Regions from separate parts of the Mus musculus genome. Here regions 1, 2, 3, 4 and 6 are each linked to region 5. Evidence: chromatin contacts called from public ChIA-PET, Micro-C and promoter capture Hi-C data. All regions are on one chromosome and are shown on one strand. Each heading gives the region's core, a stretch centred on a gene start, on an enhancer-like site or on the middle of the called end of the contact. The rest is flanking DNA. Distances are from core to core; before and after follow the strand shown.

Region 1 (2,824 bases), core at 41-2,540, 500 kb before region 5:
GTAACGTGATCAGAATGGAAATGTTAAGGACATTTTCCCCCAAAGTTCAGACACTCCCACGGTTCCAAGGAGTACCCTGAAAGGGAAGATCTTCATCATGGTGTCCCCGGGTACCCAACAAGAACAGTCAGCTTGGGGAATCCACCAAGCCTCCTCTCAGTGCATAGCCTGAGGCAGCCTAAGGGGCTTCAGGGGCTGCTAGGAGGAAATCCCCCAGGTTAAGGCTGAGGGTGGTGGTGGGGCCTTGTCTCTTTTCCTATCTAGGGCAATCTGGCTTTCCTGACGCTAGGGAAGGGATCCAATATTCTGGCCTGGTAGCCCTCCCACCTCTCTAAAGCTTTCCTTGGGGGTTCCCCCACAAGGATCTGCAAAACATACCACACACACACACACACACACACACACACACACACACACACACACACACACACACACTTCCACCCCTGCTCCTTCTTGTCCCATTATAACCTCGCTCCTAGAATGCAGCACATAGCCTGTGAGGTTGGTTGTTCCTGCCCAGGGTGTGATCCTGCTGCACAGGCTGTCTCCCATGCCTAACTTCTGCAGACGACACTGAATTATTCTCCCCATTCCACAAGCCACAAGCTCATAGGCTTTACTCCAGCCCTGGTCCTCCTTCTCCATGGCATGCTACCTCTGGTCCTCCCATAATCCTTCTGCTCTCCCCACTCCCTTACAGTGACCCCCCCACTGCTCCTCCGGGGGTGGGGTGACCTCAAACGTTTCTTCTTCCGGTCCCCTCCTTGAGGCTAATTCCCTTGGTGACCTCTCCTCACCCCTACCGGGAGGTGCTCCCCTACATAACTGTCCGGCTGTCAGGGTCCTGCTGTCTTCGGCCTCGCCCCATCTTCTGCCACCTGCCCACTTCCGCCACTGGGCACCGCACGCATGCAGCTAGGAGCACACCCCCAACCCGCGTGCCGGGGGAGCACTTCTCTACTCCCAGCCCAGCCCAGCCCGGCCCGGCCCCGGGATCTCCAGGAGCAGTCTCACCTGTGGTCAGAGCAGAGCTAGGAGCTGTCTGCTGCGTCCCCCGCGCTGGAGTCGCAGATAAAGGGGTAGCGGCCACGCCCCAAGCCCGGAGGGCGGCGCTGGGCACCGGGAGCTCAGCCGCCTCCGCCAGTCTGCAGCTTCTCGCCTGGCGTTATGCAAGCTCAGACTGCAGGAGGGGTCACTCCACGACGCATCCCGGGACTTCCTGCGGCCACAGTACAGTCTGAAAATAGAAGGCCCAGAGAACCTAGGCTCAGATAAGAGGCTGCAGACTCCTGCAGAGTTTACCCACTTCCCCAAAGCGCAAGCTTCGCTCTGTGATAGTTGCAAGAGAGTCGGATGAGTGTCCCAAGAGCTCTGAGGCAAGCTTGAGCTCAGCACATACCGCTCATGCCTCACAGGGCTACTGTAGTCCAGATGTCGCTCTCCCTGGGGAGCTGCGTCCCAAACTGGGCTCTCTGGCTTATCAAAGTCTCATCCCGTGATCTCTGACATTTTCCCTGTCCTGATTTGTCTAGATCTCTGTCAGAACAACCACTCCTGGTTGTCACATCTTCCAGGTATGGGACCAGCAGAGAAGGTGAACAGCCCAGTGGGTTTTTATAGGCAGGGTATGCCTCCAATAAATACTTTCTTACAGTGCCTCATGTGCCTGCCCCTTCTGTGGTGTTCATACCTAACAAAAATGGAGTACCAGACCGGGTCTTGAGTAAAGAGGCCTGATTGGTAGAGGCTAGGGCCCTGTCCTTTACTGAGCTTTTGAGTCTAGAGCCCTGACACATTAACAGGATTGAAGCCTGTTGCTACCCCAGCTCACCCTGCGACCTTGGACAAACCTTGCTCTTTTGGGCCTCAGTGTTATAGAGATGGCAGTACCACTTGACAAGGTGTTTAGGTCAAACGGTGGACATGAAGGTCTTTGGAAACTGCAAAATTTCCCTCTGTACTGTGATGAGCATATTATCTTAAGAGAATTGTATGTGAGAGACTGGCCTCTCATTCAACAAATTCAGACAAACGCCCACATTTCCTGAATCCATGGGGCAAGCCGACAGGCCTGCCATCCCGTGCCTACTACTCTGGAGACTGAGGCAGGAGGATTATTTGAAGCCAGGAGTTCAAGGGCAGCCTGGGCAACATATGGTGACTGTGTCCTGATAGGATGAATAAAAATGAGAGACTTTGCAGACAGTGGTGGCAGCGGTGGCACACGCCTTTGATCCCAGCACTCAGGAGCCAGAGGCAGAGGCAAGGGATCTCTGGGTTCTGGGCCAGCCTACTCTATGGAGCTAGTTCCAGGAAAGCCAGCGCTAAACAAAGACATCCCATCTTAAACAAAACAAAACAAAACAAAACAAAACAAACAGTAAGGACTTAGAAGAAGCCTCGGACTCAGCTTCTATTTTTGGCAGGAAGGTCAAGCTCTCACTGCTTTGATTCTTTGTTTCCGGTTGGTTTGGCTTTTGTCAGAGGTGGTATGTTTTTTGTTCATTTGTATGTTTTTAAAGGCAGAGTCTCACCCAGCTCCTGCTTGGAGCTCACAAGTGAAGCAGAGGCTGAGGTCTCCGGCATACACCACCACATCCTGTCCCCTCTTGGTTTGTTTTCAAATCCACGGTTTATATGTAATGTTCTTGGCCTGTGGCAAGCGGTGAGCCAAGCAGTTGCCATGACGACCTCTCTTGATCTAAACCATCCCCTGAAACAGGTTCTGTGTCTACCACTCTACACAGTGGGGAAGCGAGCTCTGAGCAGCCATGGGGCCTTCTCTATGACCTTCTTCAAACCTCGAAAGTTCCTTTGAGGTGAA
Region 2 (2,909 bases), core at 100-2,599, 370 kb after region 5:
AAGAGTACTTGCCGAACAATCATGGGTGCCCCAGTTCAGACCCCAGCATCTACCTAACCATTTAGGTATCTTACAGTGAACTTCGGCTCTGAAGGATCTGAGACCTTCTTCAGGCCTCCATGCATACGTAGGCCTGCCCTCTCGGTCTCCCCACGTGCACGTTCAGTCACACAAACACAAATGATCTGTCTTAGGGCAGGTGGAGCAGCTCAGTGCTAGAGACAGGGGTTGCCCAGCTGGTGAGGTCCTGGGTGGGATACTCAAGTATCCCAAAAGCAAAACAATCCCTGTTCTTTTGTTTTGTTTTTCGAGACAGGGTTTCTCTGTGTAGCCCTGGCTGTTCTGGAACTCACTCTGTAGACCTGGCTGGCCTCGAACTTAGAAATTCGCCTGCCTCTGCCTCCCAAGTGCTGGGAGTAAAGGCGTGGGCCACCATAGCCAGCTAGCAATCCCTGTTTTCACAAATGGATGCTAAACTCTCCTTGTCAGGTTCAGGAAGTGCACAAGTCCTTCAGAGAAACCTCGCTGGTGAGCCACTGCAATGAGCTCTAGTAACTTTGGGTGGAGTTTCAGCAAAACTCCCAGGCCTCCAGTCACATCACGAGAAATAAGTTCCACCATCAACTTGAATGGTTTGCAAGGAGGCTGGACCCCATTTGCTCCAGATAAGACTGCCTGATTTAGCCCTATGAGCTTTGGGGGTGATGCATGTAAAAGAATTTGCTAAAATATTTCTGGACTTCCGACCTGAGTCCTAGAAAATATAGTGTGCGCGTGTGTGTGTGTGTTTTCAGCTGAAACAGGGACTCACTTGTAGCCCAGCTCGTTGCAAATTCACCTTGGACCTTGGCCTGAAGGTCCTTGAACCCTACTTGTCTCAGTCACCAGGAGTTAGCCCACCCCAGTTCCTGGTTGGTTAGGTCTGTTGTGAAAACACCCACCTGAAAAAAGTTTGGGGCCCTTAGGCATGATCTCCATTTGGGGATTATCTAGAACCCAGGGTTGAACCTAGGACAGCAGGGAGGGAAAGACTAAAGGATATTTCACTCACACCCCTTTAGACACTCGGAACTTTCAAAGCACCCTTACCAGCTTGCCCTCAGAGGTGGGCGAGCCTGGAGTGCCTGAGCTGTCCCCTGAATCTCTGACTCCTAAGGCAGGGTCTGAGAGCACCGGCAGCTGAGGGAGCCCTGGAGGCCGCATCTGCAGAGCCCGGGCTGGGCGCAGGAGGCGCTGCGGAGCGAGCCGGGGGCGGGGCGGCAGCGGAGAGGCCAACCCGAGCGAGCCTGCCTGCCCGCCCGCCAGCGCCGCGCGCGCCGCCGCCACCTCCGCTGCTCGGCCCGGTCCCGGAGCGGCCGGGCGCGGAGCCGAGGCCCGCGGCCGGCCGCATGAAGGACTGCGAGTACCAGCAGATAAGCCCCGGGGCCGCCCCGCCGCCCGCCTCCCCCGGGGCGCGTCGCCCCGGCCCCGCCGCGCCCCCTGCTCCAAGCCCCGGGCCCGCGCCTGGCGCGCCGCGCTGGAGCGGCAGCGGCAGCGGCAGCGGGAGCCTGGGCCGCCGGCCCCGGCGTAAGTGGGAGGTGTTCCCGGGCCGCAACCGCTTCTACTGCGGAGGCCGGCTCATGCTGGCCGGCCACGGCGGCGTCTTCGCGCTCACGCTGCTGCTCATCCTCAGCACCACCATCCTCTTCTTCGTCTTCGAGTGAGTTCGCCCACCCCCACCCCGGCACTGCGTCCCCGGCCGCCGCTCCTTCCCCGCCCGCATCCGTGAGCCCTCGGGCCTCCGCCCGCCGCCCCGGAACCCCGGAACCCCTTCTCGCCACCCGGACCTTGGGTGCCCCGCCCGGGTCACCAGCTTTTGCCGGGTCCCTCAGGTCCACCTGCGGTCACTCACTGGCTGGTTCTTGCCTATCCCAGGCTCTTTCTGACCCTTCTAGGCGTCTTTCATTCCTGTCCTCAGACAAGTAAGTTTTTGTGTCCTTTGGCTGTGGACACCCTACCATGAATTTTTCTAGGCGTCCTCTCAAGTCCCTCCAAGGTTCTACAGGGTCCTGGCTCCCACACCCGCTTTCCCTCAGTCATGGTCACCCTAGGCCCGGAGGCAGTCCTCCCTAAAGCATCTCTGGGCCTCTCAGACAGGCCCTTCTCTCTCCAGCACTTTCCTTAGTTTCTCCAAAGCTTCTTCCCGACGCTCTCTTAGCTCCCTAGTCCTCTAGGTGTCTCCCACCCTGCCCTGTCTCTTTCCCCTCCGGACACTCTGCATCCCTCGGTGGCGGTCCACCACCGGGACAGCGGGCGGCATCAAGATCCTTTTCAGGAAAGAGACCTGAGTGCTTTCACACGGCCTGTCTTATTTGCCCCTATGGGCTTCTGACCTTTTCCCAGTGACCTAGGGTTGGCCTACACTGTAGCTCCGTTTTAGGACTGAAGGATGGAGGAGTGGCTGCTTATAGTTTTCTCGGGCCACTCATGCATCCAAAGTTTCCACCCACCCTCAGCCTCTAGCTGGAGTCACTTGCCCTGTGACTCCTTGAGGGCACATACACCCCCACTTGAACGCACCCGGGGTGAGTCCCACCTTTCCCTCCTACTTCTTCCTATTGGTTTCTTTTATTATTCATTATGGTTAAGAACTCCATCTCTGGCTCCAGTCCCAGCTCCACCTCCCACTAATTGTGTGGCCTGCAGGCAGTCATTTTACGTTTCCAAACCTCAGTGCCCTCACCTGTAGAATGGGGACTTTAATAGTACCCACCCCCGACAGGGTTCTATTGAGATTGGTCATGCTTGCAAGCCTTTAGCTTTTTTTTTTCCAGATATATTCATTATTTATTTATTTATTCTTTTTCGTCCAAGCTTCTAGCACTTGATGTTGGCAGCTATTACTTCCCCGGGGTTGGGGGAGGGGGGCA
Region 3 (2,759 bases), core at 113-2,612, 310 kb before region 5:
TCCATGATCACTTCATGGCGGCACGAGGGGCAACGGAAACGACCTCCAGACATGGACACTGAGCCACCGCGGTTGGTCCAGTAGGGATTCGCAGCCTGCAGACAGCCAAGGCAAAGATGAGGCCGGCATTCCTACCCTCTCCAGTCTCAGTTCTCCTTGTCCCAGTTGCTCCAGATACATTGGCCAAACCAAAGGGCACCCACCGGTTCCTGGCCTTGACCTAGAACTAGCCCACCCATGTGGTGAAGTATCTTGGTTGAAGCACTCAAACAGGCAAGAGGATCAGTACCAGCTAACATGAGTTCAAGTCATGTGATTTAAGACAAGCAACTGTAATCTTTCTATGCCTCAGTTTACCACTGATACCACAGGTCTTAGAATTAGAGCCAGCTCCTAGGATATTATTTTAAATTTTGTTTTGTTTTGTTTTTGAGGTAGGGTCTTGCTATCTCAAGCTAATTAGGTAGCACAGACTACACTCTTAGCAATCCTCCTGCCTCAGGTTTCAGGTTTGCTGGGATTATTGGCATATGCAACTAGTCCTGAGTTTGGAAGCGCATTTCCTGTCGTGGCTCCGGACCCTCTTCCCAGTGCAACGCCTCAACTCTTCCCTTTCCCTTCTCAGGAAGATGGAGTCCCTTCTGCCCCCATGTTGGAGCACGCAGCCTCTGAGATGCTGCTGTGACCATGTTCTTCTCGCCACCCTCCTCCCAAAGTCTGGGCCCCCTGCCACCCTGGAGCTGGCTCTTGCCCTAGGCAGGGCCTGGTTTTTCTCTTCTCTCTACTCAGCTCCCGTCTTATCACTTGAGGTATTTGACTCTTGACTGGGGAACCAAGAGCGAGCAGTCCAGGCAGAGCGCGGAGCCGTGGGCAGGGTGGGGACTAGATGGGTAGAGAAGGACCCAGCCGCTCCTTTACCCCTTAGCCCCAGCCCTACCCCCAGCCCTAGCCCTTCCCGGGGGTCTCTGTAGCTTCTCAATGGAGCAAGTGGTTGAAGTGTCCTAGGCTGAGAGGGAGGGGCGTCTGAGAAGCTGTCGGGGGTCTGGGGGCAGGGGTAGGGGGTGGGGATTCCAGGTCCGGGGCCCTGCCTAGCACTGACCTGGAAGATGTCGTTGGCACACTTCCGGCAGAGGTTGTGTTGGCAGGGCAGGATGACCACAGGCTTGGTAAACATCTCCAGGCAGATGGGGCAGATCAGCTGCTTCTCCAGGTTCTCCATAGCGTTTCCATCAGGAATCAGGCTAGATTTATAATCCATATTGCTTTGAAATGCGACTGTCTCGCCCACCTGCGTCACACCAAGTCTTTGTCTCCAAACCCACTCGGATCCTCTTTGTCTTCGTCCCCTGACCCCCGACTTCTGTCTTGGTCTGAGGCCCCTCTGATATTTATAGCTGCACCTCTGTCACATGAGCCCCAGGAGGGGACCAGCTGAGCATTCCGCAGCCAGGCTGCTGGCAGGGCTTGAGTTTCCTCCAGGCCTCAAAGATTTGGCCCTCTCAGATCACATGCAGGGATGAGCAATCGCTGTTGCCCTGCCGTGGGGGTCGTAAACAAGAACAGACTGTTCAGAGCCAGGTTCAGGGGAGAGCCAGATACCCTAGTTTCCTGCAGAAGTTGGTCTCCGCCCCACCCCCACTCCCCGCCCCTGCCCCATCCCCGCCCCTCCAGTCAATTGGGAGTAAGGGAATGGAACCTGGGTTTGGGGGTGGGGGTGGGGGTGCGGGGTTGGGGCTGGCATTTAAGACCAGCACTCCTGTATCAAACTAAATCTGTTCCCCTCCTGGATTCTGAACAGCTCTAAGGCCTTGGGATAGCCCTTTCTGTGAGCCCTTTCTCCTGCCTCAGACTCCAGTCAAGCATTTCAGTAGAGTCTTTTGAGACTCCATGTTGGGCAGCCCACCCTGACAGCCCTCAGCCAGTCATTGAACTTAGGCTGGCAAGGCTTTCTTGAGGGCCAGCAGGATGGCTCAGTGGTAAAGGGGCTTGCTGCCAAGGCTGACAACTTGTCTTGGCAAGTTCATCTGTCTTCCCTGCACTGACATGCTCACAGCCCCGAAAGGAGACAAACATGAACACCCTTGTGCTGCCTCAGACCCTGCCCAGACAACCGGAAGTCTGCCAGAGGCTCCACTGGACTCTCTGCATACACGTTCATTCTTGGGCCCCAGGAAGAGCCTACCAGGTGCTGGAATATACAGCTCTCTTGACACAGGAGTGATCAGAGCTCTAAGAGCCAATGATCTGCAAGTCTATATTCCCAGCTCCTCCTCGGGAGGCTGAGGCAAGAGGATACAAAGTCTAAGGAGAGATGGCTCAGTGGTTAAAAGCACTGACTATTCCAGAGGCCCTGAGTTCAATTCCCAGCAACCACATGGTGGCTCACAACCATCTGTAATGGAATCTGATGCCCTCTTCTGGTGTGTCTGCAGAGAGCAATAGTGTACTCAGATAAAATAAGACCATGCTGAGCTACATAGTGATATCATGTAGTCTCAGAATAAAAGGTAAAGCAAGGCATGCTGGGTACATGCCAATAACCCCAGTATTTAGAAGGCAGAGGCAGGAGTTCATAGCTGGCCTGGGCTACATGAGACCCTATCACAAAATAACAAAATACTGACACTATACATTACCCCTCACCACAAACCACATCACCCCAAAATAACAGGTATTAAAATAAGTTTTGTTTTGTTTTTTTCTGTTTGTCTTTTAGATTTTTTTTTTCCTAAAGATTTATTTATTACATGTAAGTACAC
Region 4 (2,820 bases), core at 25-2,524, 340 kb after region 5:
TTCTTTTTTTTTTTTTTTAAAGATGTATTATATTATATATGAGTACACTAGCTGTCTTCAGACACACCAGAAGAGGGCATCAGATCCCATTGCAGATGGTTGTGAGCCACCATGTGGCTGCTGGGAATTGAACTCAGGACCTCTGGAAGAGCAGCCAGTGCTCTTAACCACTGAGCCATCTCTCCAGCTCCCTGAAGTTTTCTTTATGATACTGGTGTGTGTGTGTCTGTGTCTATCCTACAGACTGTGAAAATCTAAATACTCCTTTTGCAATGAATTACCTTTTTCTGGAGGAGGGGTAGTCAGGGGAGCTAAGACAAGGTCCCTCTGTGTAACTCTGACTGTCCTAGAACTTGCTTGCTATGTAGATCTGGCTGGTTTTGAACTCAGAGATCCTCCTACCTCTGCCGAACTAGTTTCTATAAATTATAGAGGGTTGAGGCTAGAACTCCGTAGTAAAGCACACGAGGCCCTAATTTCAGTAATAAACACCACTTGGATCAGAGCACAGGGTCTGAATCTTGGCTCCCATTCCTCACTTTCCAGCTGTATGATCTAAAGCCACCTTCAGAGCTTTTGCCTTCTCTGAAATTAAGGAGGAGACTTCTTCCCTGGGGTGTGATTTAGGCCTTAAATCTTGAGGCTACCTTAAACAAAAGATAAATGGAGGCTCACAAGTGGTCTAATGGGAAAGTCCTCCTTTGATCAATTGGAAACAGCCTCCCCCCCACCTCTGGGAACAACTCGGAATAGAAGCTGTCGTGGAGAGTAATGACACCTGGTGGAAAAGGGTAACCCAGGGTGACTGGTTTTCCATTCTCAAAGATCACACTTGCATGAGTCAGAGGCACCTACCCCACAGCCTTGATGGGGGAACCTTGTAGCTAAGTCAGTCCAAGGTTGTCTACTGTAGCATCTGCCCTGCTTCCTGGCTCCCTGTGGTTACTAAGAGTAACCCTGCCCCTGAGGAAGGATGACTCCAGGATGCTGAGGCTTGAGGTGAGCTTGAGGGCAGCTACAGAATAAGACCCTGTATAAATGAAAGACAGTGTCCCTGCTGCGCAGCGTTTGTGCATTCTTGAGCCAGGTAACTTTGGCTCGGTGTCACCATCCTTACTCCCCATTGGGCCAAAAATTCCAATAAGCAGCATTCTTCAAAACAGATGGCAGTCAGCAGTGGCTTCTGGAAAGCTCGGAGTTGGAATTTGGACACACTCCCTCCGACCGTGACAGAAAGCTCAACTTGCCAGCTGAAGGGAAGCTCCTGGCCCAGGCCCAGCACCCTCTGTGGGAGCCTCCAGCCAGCCTGGCCAACGAGCATTCCCACCCAGCACCACAGCACTAGCACAGCCAAGCATTTGGTCCAGAGTCAAATGCTACTGAAAATGTACACACAGATTGGGGCAGCCCTCTGCCTTCTGCCAAGACACCAAGTGCCCTTCTTGGCAAAAGACAACACCTCTCCCCTAGTGTGTCCCTCCAGCTGGCAGACTGCAGCCTCTTCCCCAGCAGCTGCAAATCCTAGGACTCCCCCTCCCCCTCCAAAAAAAAAAAAGTGCGTGGGAGGAGCCGGGATCCTTTGGTCTCCCTCTCTGCTCCACTTTGCCTCCGTTTGGAGGGTAACCAGAAGTGATTGTTCCTCTCCTGGGAGAGGTGACTCACCCCCTACAGAGCAGCTTCAGTCTCCCCTGTTTTGTCCCTAGAGCCATCACTGAAGAAACCCTACACCTGGGCACCCCGGCTAGGTAAGCACACCTGGAGAAGGCCGGGCTTCTGGCCTGGGAGGCTCACGGCTCAGCTTGTAAGGAGCGGGCTGACTTTATGACCAGCAGCTGTCCCTTTACCGGCCTATTAACAGTCTTTAATAGTCTGAAGGAGGACCGTGAAGGGCCCAAGGCCGGAGCTTCCTGTTTCCCCGAGGTCTAAGAATGCCACAGCTGGGTGGGGCGGCCACGGTTTCAGAGAAAAGTCATTTCCTTCCAAGACCCTGCTAAAATACAAACCAGACACTCTGAGGACCCAGAAGTGGATGTCTTTTTGTTCTTTAATGGAGGTGGGAAAAGGGGAAGCTTTGGCGGGTCTCTAGTAGTCCCACTGGGGTGGGGCAGCGGAAGTCTGGGTCTAAAAATGTAAAGTGTGGAGGCTTAAGTTTTTAAAAGGATTCTTTTCACCAGTTGTTTATTAATGCCTGTTTTGGACTAAGGCAGGCCTAGCCACGCCTCCTGTCCTCAAGTGTTGCTGGCCAGTGCACCGGAGCATTCATTAGGGAAGTGGTAAATTCTTTAAAAAGCAACATTTTAGTGTGTGTGTGTGTGTGTGTGTGAGTGTGTGTGAACATGAACATCCTATAGCCCACGTGGAAGTCAGCATTGCCCTCTTGTTGAGTCTTAGTTCTTTATTATGCTGTCCTTAAAACTGGGCATGTCAGGCCTGAGGACAAGTCCCTTCCCCCACTGAGCCCTCTGAGTGCTGGCCCAGAAGTAGCAAATTCTGAGGCATAAAGGACATGTTTTGCTATCTTTCTACTTAAATTTTTTTTATAACGAGGATGAATTAAAGTTTTAATTTGAAGATGGTGTGGTGCACACGTGCAGTCCCTGCCCTTGTGAGATGGAGCAGGAAGATTGTGAAATCTAAGCCTACTGTGGTGCACACCTTCAATCCTAGGACTCGGGAGGCAGAGGTAGGGGGGATCTCTGTGAATTGGAGGCTATCCTGGTCTACAGAGTGATTTCCAGGACATCCAGGGCTACGTAGTGAGGCCATGTCTCAAAACAAAACAAAACAAAAAGAACTGGAAAGATGTCTCGGTGGTTAAGA
Region 5 (2,700 bases), core at 134-2,633:
TGGATGATGATGATAATACTTTTGAGGAGGCAAGTTTCCCGAAGCCCAGTCCAGGCCCAAGTTTGTTCTGTTAGGTATCTAAAAGTCCTTCAGACTAGCTATACAGCTAATGCTTTTGAGTTCTTGCTTGACCCCCAAAGCTCTCCACAAGTGGCTTATGGTGTTTTGTTGTATGTTTAAGATTGTTTCTATTTTTGTTTAGTTTTGAGGTTGAGTTTTCCTGTGTAGGCCACGCTAGCCTCAAACGCCCTAGGTGACCTAAACTGCTGATTGCCCTGCATTCGCTGCCACCATGCTTTTTTATACTGGGCTGGAAACTGAACCCAGGGCTTCTAGCCTGCTAGGCAAGAACTCTACCACTAGGGCTCTATTCCCAAATGCTACGGATTGTGGTTTTGGAAGTCCTAAGAGTAAAGCTCTTTCTGACTTGTCCTCCTAAGTTCATTAACGTGGGTCTTCGGAATCTGCAAATTATAAAGTTGCTTTGCATCGCTCCCCAAAAGTGACCAGCGCAAGAAACCCTTCTGATGCGTTAGCAGCATTAAAAGGCGACAAGTAAAAAAACACGTCAGAATTTTTTGAGGAGACAGTATCCCCTAGATCAGGGTGACTAAATTTACTACGTAGCAGAAAAGACATTAACTAATTCAAATGGCCTCAGCCTTGAGTGCTGAGTTCAGTGACGACGTGCCATCAGTTTCGGCTAAAAGAACACTTTTAAGACAATTTTGTTTTTTTAAAGATTAATTTTATGTATGTGAGTACACTGTCGCTGTCTTAAGACACATCGGAAGAGGGCATCAGATCCCATTACAGATGGTTGTGAGCCACCATGTAGTTGCTGGGAATTGAACTCAGGACCTCTGGAAGAGCAGTCGGTACTCTTAAACTCTGAGCCACCTCTCCAGCCCAAGACAAATTTTTAAATAAACGCAGTTCACTTCCATGGTTTACGTCCATATCCCCAGCAGTTGGGGAGACTGAGGTAGGAGGACTGTCAAAATACGACATTACCGTGTCTCCCATAATATAAGCACTGCGATCATCCATAGAGAAACTCAATTTTGAGGTGGAGCAACCGCATCCTCTCTCCCTAACAAACTGCCACAACACCTGAGACCACGCAAATGCGTGGGCCGAACACATCTCGATCCCTCAGGCTCAACTCGCCTAACGTGCAGGGCTTGCAATAGGAGACCCAAGAGGTAGGAGTATCGGCTCACGTGACCTCGGCCTCCCAGGCGCTGTTTCCACGCCCCGCGAGAGCGGCCACCAATAGCCAACTCGCAAGAACTCGCACCGCTCCGCCCCCGAGTACGCAGGGGCGGCCCCGCCCACCACGGACGGAGGAGGCGGAGCCAATCACGTAGAGGTGACGTGTTCTTTCAGCGCCAAGTCGTAAGTCGCCCGGGAGTGGTGGAAAAGCGCCTTCTCCTGCGTCCTAGGTGGGGAGTAAACACAGAGACCCAGAGGAGGGGAAGCTGGATGTGGAGTTAGCTGCGGGAAACACTAAAGTCCAGCCGGGAGAGTGACCATTGAGGTAACAGATGCGGCATCCAAGGAGGGTAGTGATTGGTTAGCTTAGAGTGAGCAATGGTTTGCGGGGCAATAGAGAAGGAAGTTGTGGGGATTGACCAAGCAAGATGTAGGTACCATGATGTGGCAGGATATTTGGAAGAAATCAGTGCACGTAAGGATAAGAAAGTGGGAACTACCTTGCTCCAAAGGTCTCCCGTTGGCTTGTAGAGGCCTGAGCGGATTAGAACAGTCTCTGGATTCAGACGCGTGTTGCCTGCCACAGTCCAGCAGAGTCTCTTTAGTCAGTTTTATTGCAAGCAAGGATGACTTCTCTCTCTTTTCATTTATTCAAGGTTATCTGGCTGTTTTTTGTTGTTGTTGTTGTTCTTGTGTGATTTCTGACATAGCAAGAACTATGTCATGGATCAAAGAAGGAGAGCTGTCACTGTGGGAACGGTTCTGTGCTAACATCATAAAGGTGAGCAGTACCCCGGGGGAAAAGTTGACCTTTTGGATAGTTGAGTAGTTCATTATTAAATTGTAGCAATCCCAATGAAGTAGAATTTAGTAAAGAGAGAATCTTGAAATTATAATGTAGTTTGAAGGGCTGCATTTCTAGTATTTATTGTACTGTGTGACTTTTTTTTTTTTTTAAGGCCAATCAGGGTCTCTTAATATCATTAGATCACATAGACTGTTAGATTTTCCTTCTGGAAAACTGAATTGTGCCGTTGAGAGTGTCAAAAGAGCTCACTGGTCAGGTGCTTTCTTGGTATTCACAAGACTCTGAGTTTGAAAAAGGAAGAGAGACTGTGACTCTGAATGGGAGGGAACAGAAATTTGTCTCACTAGAGTTGTAGTTCTCAACCTGTGGGTCCCAACCCCTTCAGAGGTTGAACAACCCTTTCACAGGGTCGGATATCAGGTATCTGACATTACGATTTCCGATAGTACCAGAATGGCAGTTATAAAGTAGCAGTGCAAATACTCTCATGGTTGAAGTCAGCACCTGAGGCGCTATATCCCAGGCTCACAGCATAAGGACAGCTGAGAACCACTGCCCCAGCGTTTCCATCGGTTTCTCCTTGCAGTGTCTTCTGAGTTAATGGTTCTTTGATGGTTAAAACTTTAACCATCTGCTCTAGAGACAGACATCCGTGAGGAAAACTGTTATTTACCAAC
Region 6 (2,700 bases), core at 151-2,650, 370 kb before region 5:
TCTTGGCTACATAGAGAAACACTGCCTCAGAATAAAAGAGAAGATGTATAGATAGATGGCTTAGGACCTGGCTAAGCCATGGGAATACAGGCAAAGTTACTCAAGTTCCCTGAGCCTCAACTTTCTCTTCTGTAAAATGGGAATGATAGTAATATCTCCTTTATAGTCATTTCCAGCGTGCTCAGGACATAGTCACCTACACTATTACTCTTATTCAGCATGGCACTTCCAGTGCCTCCCTGGGAACCTGGTCCAAGTTAGGATGCGAAGGATCTCTTAGATGATTGAACATGGATGTGGCCAGAGCAAGCTTGAGCCCCTGAAGGAGGGTCCTGGCTCTGACTCAGGAGTCTCAGCCGCTTCCTAGAGGAAGGGAACCTTCTGCCAATTCCAAGCCTGGTGGGATGGCAACAGCGCATGCCCACACCTGTCTCCTGCGTGAGAAAGCCTGCGGTTTGCCTGAGCAGCTGTCTATCACGGAGCGACCTACCTCTTACTGCAAGAGGCCAGATTCTTCTTGATCCCATTTTGAGGATGTTCCTGGGCACCTCACTGTGCCCTGCCCTCAGGCTGCTCACCAAGGAGGAGAGGCCAGCGGAAGGATACTTCCTTGTTGAAGGACACCCCACCAAGTGCTCTTGTAGGACCTACAATAGCAACCCTCCAAGGGAATGATGTTAATCCATTTTAAAGATGCAGGTAGACACTGCCCAGCTCCATTCAGTGGCCGAGGGGACAAGAAGAGGCCCCATCAGGCCAGGCTCTGAGTTCAAATCTTCACCTGGACACATCAAAGCTGGGTCACCTTAAGAAAGGCAATCCCTGCTCTGCGCTTCATTTTTCTCAATAGTAAAAAAGACAAAAGAGCTGGTGATGTAATTCAGTGATAGAATACTTGTCTAGTGTGCACAAAGCCTTGGGTTCTACTCCCAGTACCACAACATCAATTCTAAAAATAGACAATGATAATCGTAATAAAAGGGGGGGGGAAAGGCAGATAAACATCTACTTTGGATCACTGGTAAAGACCTTGGAGAGAAGCAAACTGTCAATCCACAGCCACCAGTGAGGTATGGTGCCCTCCTGACCATTATTAATCTTCCAGAGCCAGGCGTGATGGCAGGTAGCTGGCATTCGAGCACTCCGAGGTGAAGACAGATTGATCAGGGACTCAAAGTCCTTGGTTGCAAGGTGGGTTTGAAACCAACCGGGGCTACAGGAACATCCCCACCCCCCTCGTCTCAAAAAAAAAAAAAAAGGAAAAAGAAACGAAACGGTACCCCAGCGAAAGAGGTTGCAAGGGGTTAAGTGGAAACCCTGCCTCCTAGCCAGGAGCCAATCAGAGCTGGCGGGGGTGTGGCCAGGCTGCTGCTGCTGCGAAAGAGAGCTGGACCGACTTGATACCTTCTGGAGTGGGACCTGGAGCTGCCGGCTGGACCTGTGGGGCAGGAACAGGAATTTGGAGCGTAGGTCTTGCCCTCTGCCCTGTGACAGCTCCTAGCCGGAGGGTGCAGAGCAGCTGCCTGGGTTAGGGGCCATAGCCGAGGGGAAGAAGACCACACTCCGAACCTTCTCATTCCCCAGGCGGCGGGCATGGGATGCACTCCGGCTCCAACTTCAGCTGGCTCTGGTGGCCCACATGGACACAAGGTCTATTTATAGTTCTGCCACAGAAGGCCAGCCACCAAACACAGGGGTAGCCAGGGTTTTTTTCAAGAGCTTTTGGGGCAGAGGGAAGAGTGGGAGAGGACAGTCCTGCCTCCTTCTACATCATCCTTGGCCACCCCCTCCCGATACCCACTCCCCATGAACCCAGACAGTTCTCCATAGATAGCCTGCCCTTGGGTCAAGGGTAAGATCAGGGGTGCAGTCCTGAGCGCAAATGGACACGATCTTGTGGTCTGGACAAGGGTTGCATCAGCCCGAGCAGTGGCCCAGGGCAGAGGTCCCGATGAGAGGGCAAAGGGTGGCAAGGTTGTGTGAAGGTAGAGAAAGCAGTCGGAGAGTGGGAATGCAAATTTAGAAAGCCAGAGCCTCCTTGGACTTCCCACGAGGGGTCAATCCCACAGGTGGCCAATGGTTAGTCGAACTTAGCTAGGGGACCTGCCTTCAATGGTGAGAGCGCTGGACCAGAAGGCTGATTTCCAGCTCCCTCCTGCCTGGGGTCGCCTCCTCCACTTGCTACAGAAATTCCTCACTTCCTTCTAGTCCTAGCTGTTGGTGGCCACATGCTGTGGAGAAGAAAGTCCTTCTGGCTGGCGTTGTCAGCCTTCTGGCTCCTCCTCGTCCTCCTAGGAGTCTTCCCCCTTCGCCTGGCAGTGTTGCCCGGTCCTCTTCCAGGGCGCTCCCAAGGCTGGCCCCGCTGGCTGGATGCTGCCTTCTTACAGAGTTTCTCCCAGTCTGAGACGAACCCAGAAGATGTCGCACAGCTCCCTCGGGTCTCTCGGGGAAGCAGCTGCACCTGGGGAGCCTGCTTTGACACCTCCAAGTGTAGGGGAAAGGTCCTCAAGATCTTTGTGCACTCCCCGGCTGGTCCGACCTCTGAGGCTCAGCGCAGGATCCTGGATTCCTTGGAAGGCTCCCGCTACTCTGCACTCAGCCCAGCAGACGCTTGCCTTCTCCTTTTTCTCCCCAGCCAGGATCGTAGAGGAGCCTGCGGGCCCCTGCCTCCGAACTGGAACGGAGGCCGGAACCATCTGG

The links. Promoter capture Hi-C pulls out the DNA fragments that hold promoters and counts their contacts. Hi-C and Micro-C count contacts between places; a contact is called where the count stands out from the background. ChIA-PET counts read pairs in DNA pulled down with a chosen protein or histone mark. Capture Hi-C pulls out chosen DNA fragments and counts their contacts.
Region 1: an RNA polymerase II ChIA-PET map of memory CD8 T cells shows a contact between it and region 5, with 12 read pairs. The contact joins the promoter of Paqr7 here to the promoter of Dhdds in region 5. A contact is called at or near these places in 2 of 39 promoter capture datasets (the 3T3-L1 cell line and the SN4741 cell line), 2 of 115 datasets of contacts at active chromatin or transcription factors (extraembryonic endoderm stem cells and memory CD8 T cells) and 1 of 9 other capture datasets (liver).
Region 2: a contact with region 5 is called in a promoter capture Hi-C map of hippocampal neurons, with 2.9 times the contacts expected there. The contact joins the promoter of Zdhhc18 here to the promoter of Dhdds in region 5. A contact is called at or near these places in 4 of 39 promoter capture datasets (the 3T3-L1 cell line, cranial neural crest, hippocampal neurons and 1 more), 2 of 115 datasets of contacts at active chromatin or transcription factors (embryonic stem cells and microglia) and 2 of 9 other capture datasets (adipose tissue and liver).
Region 3: a contact with region 5 is called in a promoter capture Hi-C map of liver. The contact joins the promoter of Trim63 here to the promoter of Dhdds in region 5. A contact is called at or near these places in 2 of 39 promoter capture datasets (the 3T3-L1 cell line and pre-B cells), 2 of 115 datasets of contacts at active chromatin or transcription factors (bone marrow-derived macrophages and microglia) and 3 of 9 other capture datasets (adipose tissue, liver and pancreatic islet).
Region 4: a Micro-C map of embryonic stem cells shows a contact between it and region 5, with 2.1 times the contacts expected there. The contact joins the enhancer-like site here to the promoter of Dhdds in region 5. A contact is called at or near these places in 1 of 39 promoter capture datasets (cranial neural crest), 2 of 484 Hi-C or Micro-C datasets (both in embryonic stem cells) and 4 of 115 datasets of contacts at active chromatin or transcription factors (embryonic stem cells, microglia and pancreatic cancer cells).
Region 6: a promoter capture Hi-C map of neural stem cells shows a contact between it and region 5. The contact joins the promoter of Extl1 here to the promoter of Dhdds in region 5. A contact is called at or near these places in 9 of 39 promoter capture datasets (the 3T3-L1 cell line, the HPC-7 cell line, embryonic stem cells and 5 more), 1 of 484 Hi-C or Micro-C datasets (the N1E-115 cell line), 4 of 115 datasets of contacts at active chromatin or transcription factors (bone marrow-derived macrophages, embryonic midbrain and forebrain) and 3 of 9 other capture datasets (adipose tissue, liver and pancreatic islet).

Annotation. Positions count from the first base shown.
Region 1 is chr4:134,495,227-134,498,050 of GRCm38.p6, reverse strand. It overlaps Paqr7 (progestin and adipoQ receptor family member VII), which reads right to left and starts at 1,290. Exons shown (of 2, transcript NM_027995.3): 1 at 1,015-1,290.
Region 2 is chr4:133,631,869-133,634,777 of GRCm38.p6, reverse strand. It overlaps Zdhhc18 (zinc finger, DHHC domain containing 18), which reads left to right and starts at 1,349. Exons shown (of 8, transcript NM_001017968.2): 1 at 1,349-1,699. The coding sequence starts at 1,389.
Region 3 is chr4:134,313,723-134,316,481 of GRCm38.p6, reverse strand. Trim63 (tripartite motif-containing 63) reads right to left here and starts at 1,362. Exons shown (of 9, transcript NM_001039048.2): 1 at 1,100-1,362; 2 at 1-95. The coding sequence starts at 1,258.
Region 4 is chr4:133,659,110-133,661,929 of GRCm38.p6, reverse strand. It overlaps Pigv (phosphatidylinositol glycan anchor biosynthesis, class V), which reads left to right. Exons shown (of 4, transcript NM_178698.5): 4 at 1-505. Among named protein-coding and RNA genes, the nearest start is that of Pigv, 12 kb to the left of the region's middle. Within about 2 kb of position 1,274, at least 348 of the 459 cell types and tissues checked have an H3K27ac peak or open chromatin away from gene starts, as enhancers often do. A contact at or near this core is called in embryonic stem cells, microglia and pancreatic cancer cells, where this site is marked.
Region 5 is chr4:133,999,565-134,002,264 of GRCm38.p6, reverse strand. Dhdds (dehydrodolichyl diphosphate synthase) reads left to right here and starts at 1,383. Exons shown (of 9, transcript NM_001362959.1): 1 at 1,383-1,540; 2 at 1,872-1,996. The coding sequence starts at 1,934.
Region 6 is chr4:134,371,247-134,373,946 of GRCm38.p6, reverse strand. Extl1 (exostosin-like glycosyltransferase 1) reads left to right here and starts at 1,400. Exons shown (of 11, transcript NM_019578.2): 1 at 1,400-2,700. The coding sequence starts at 2,229.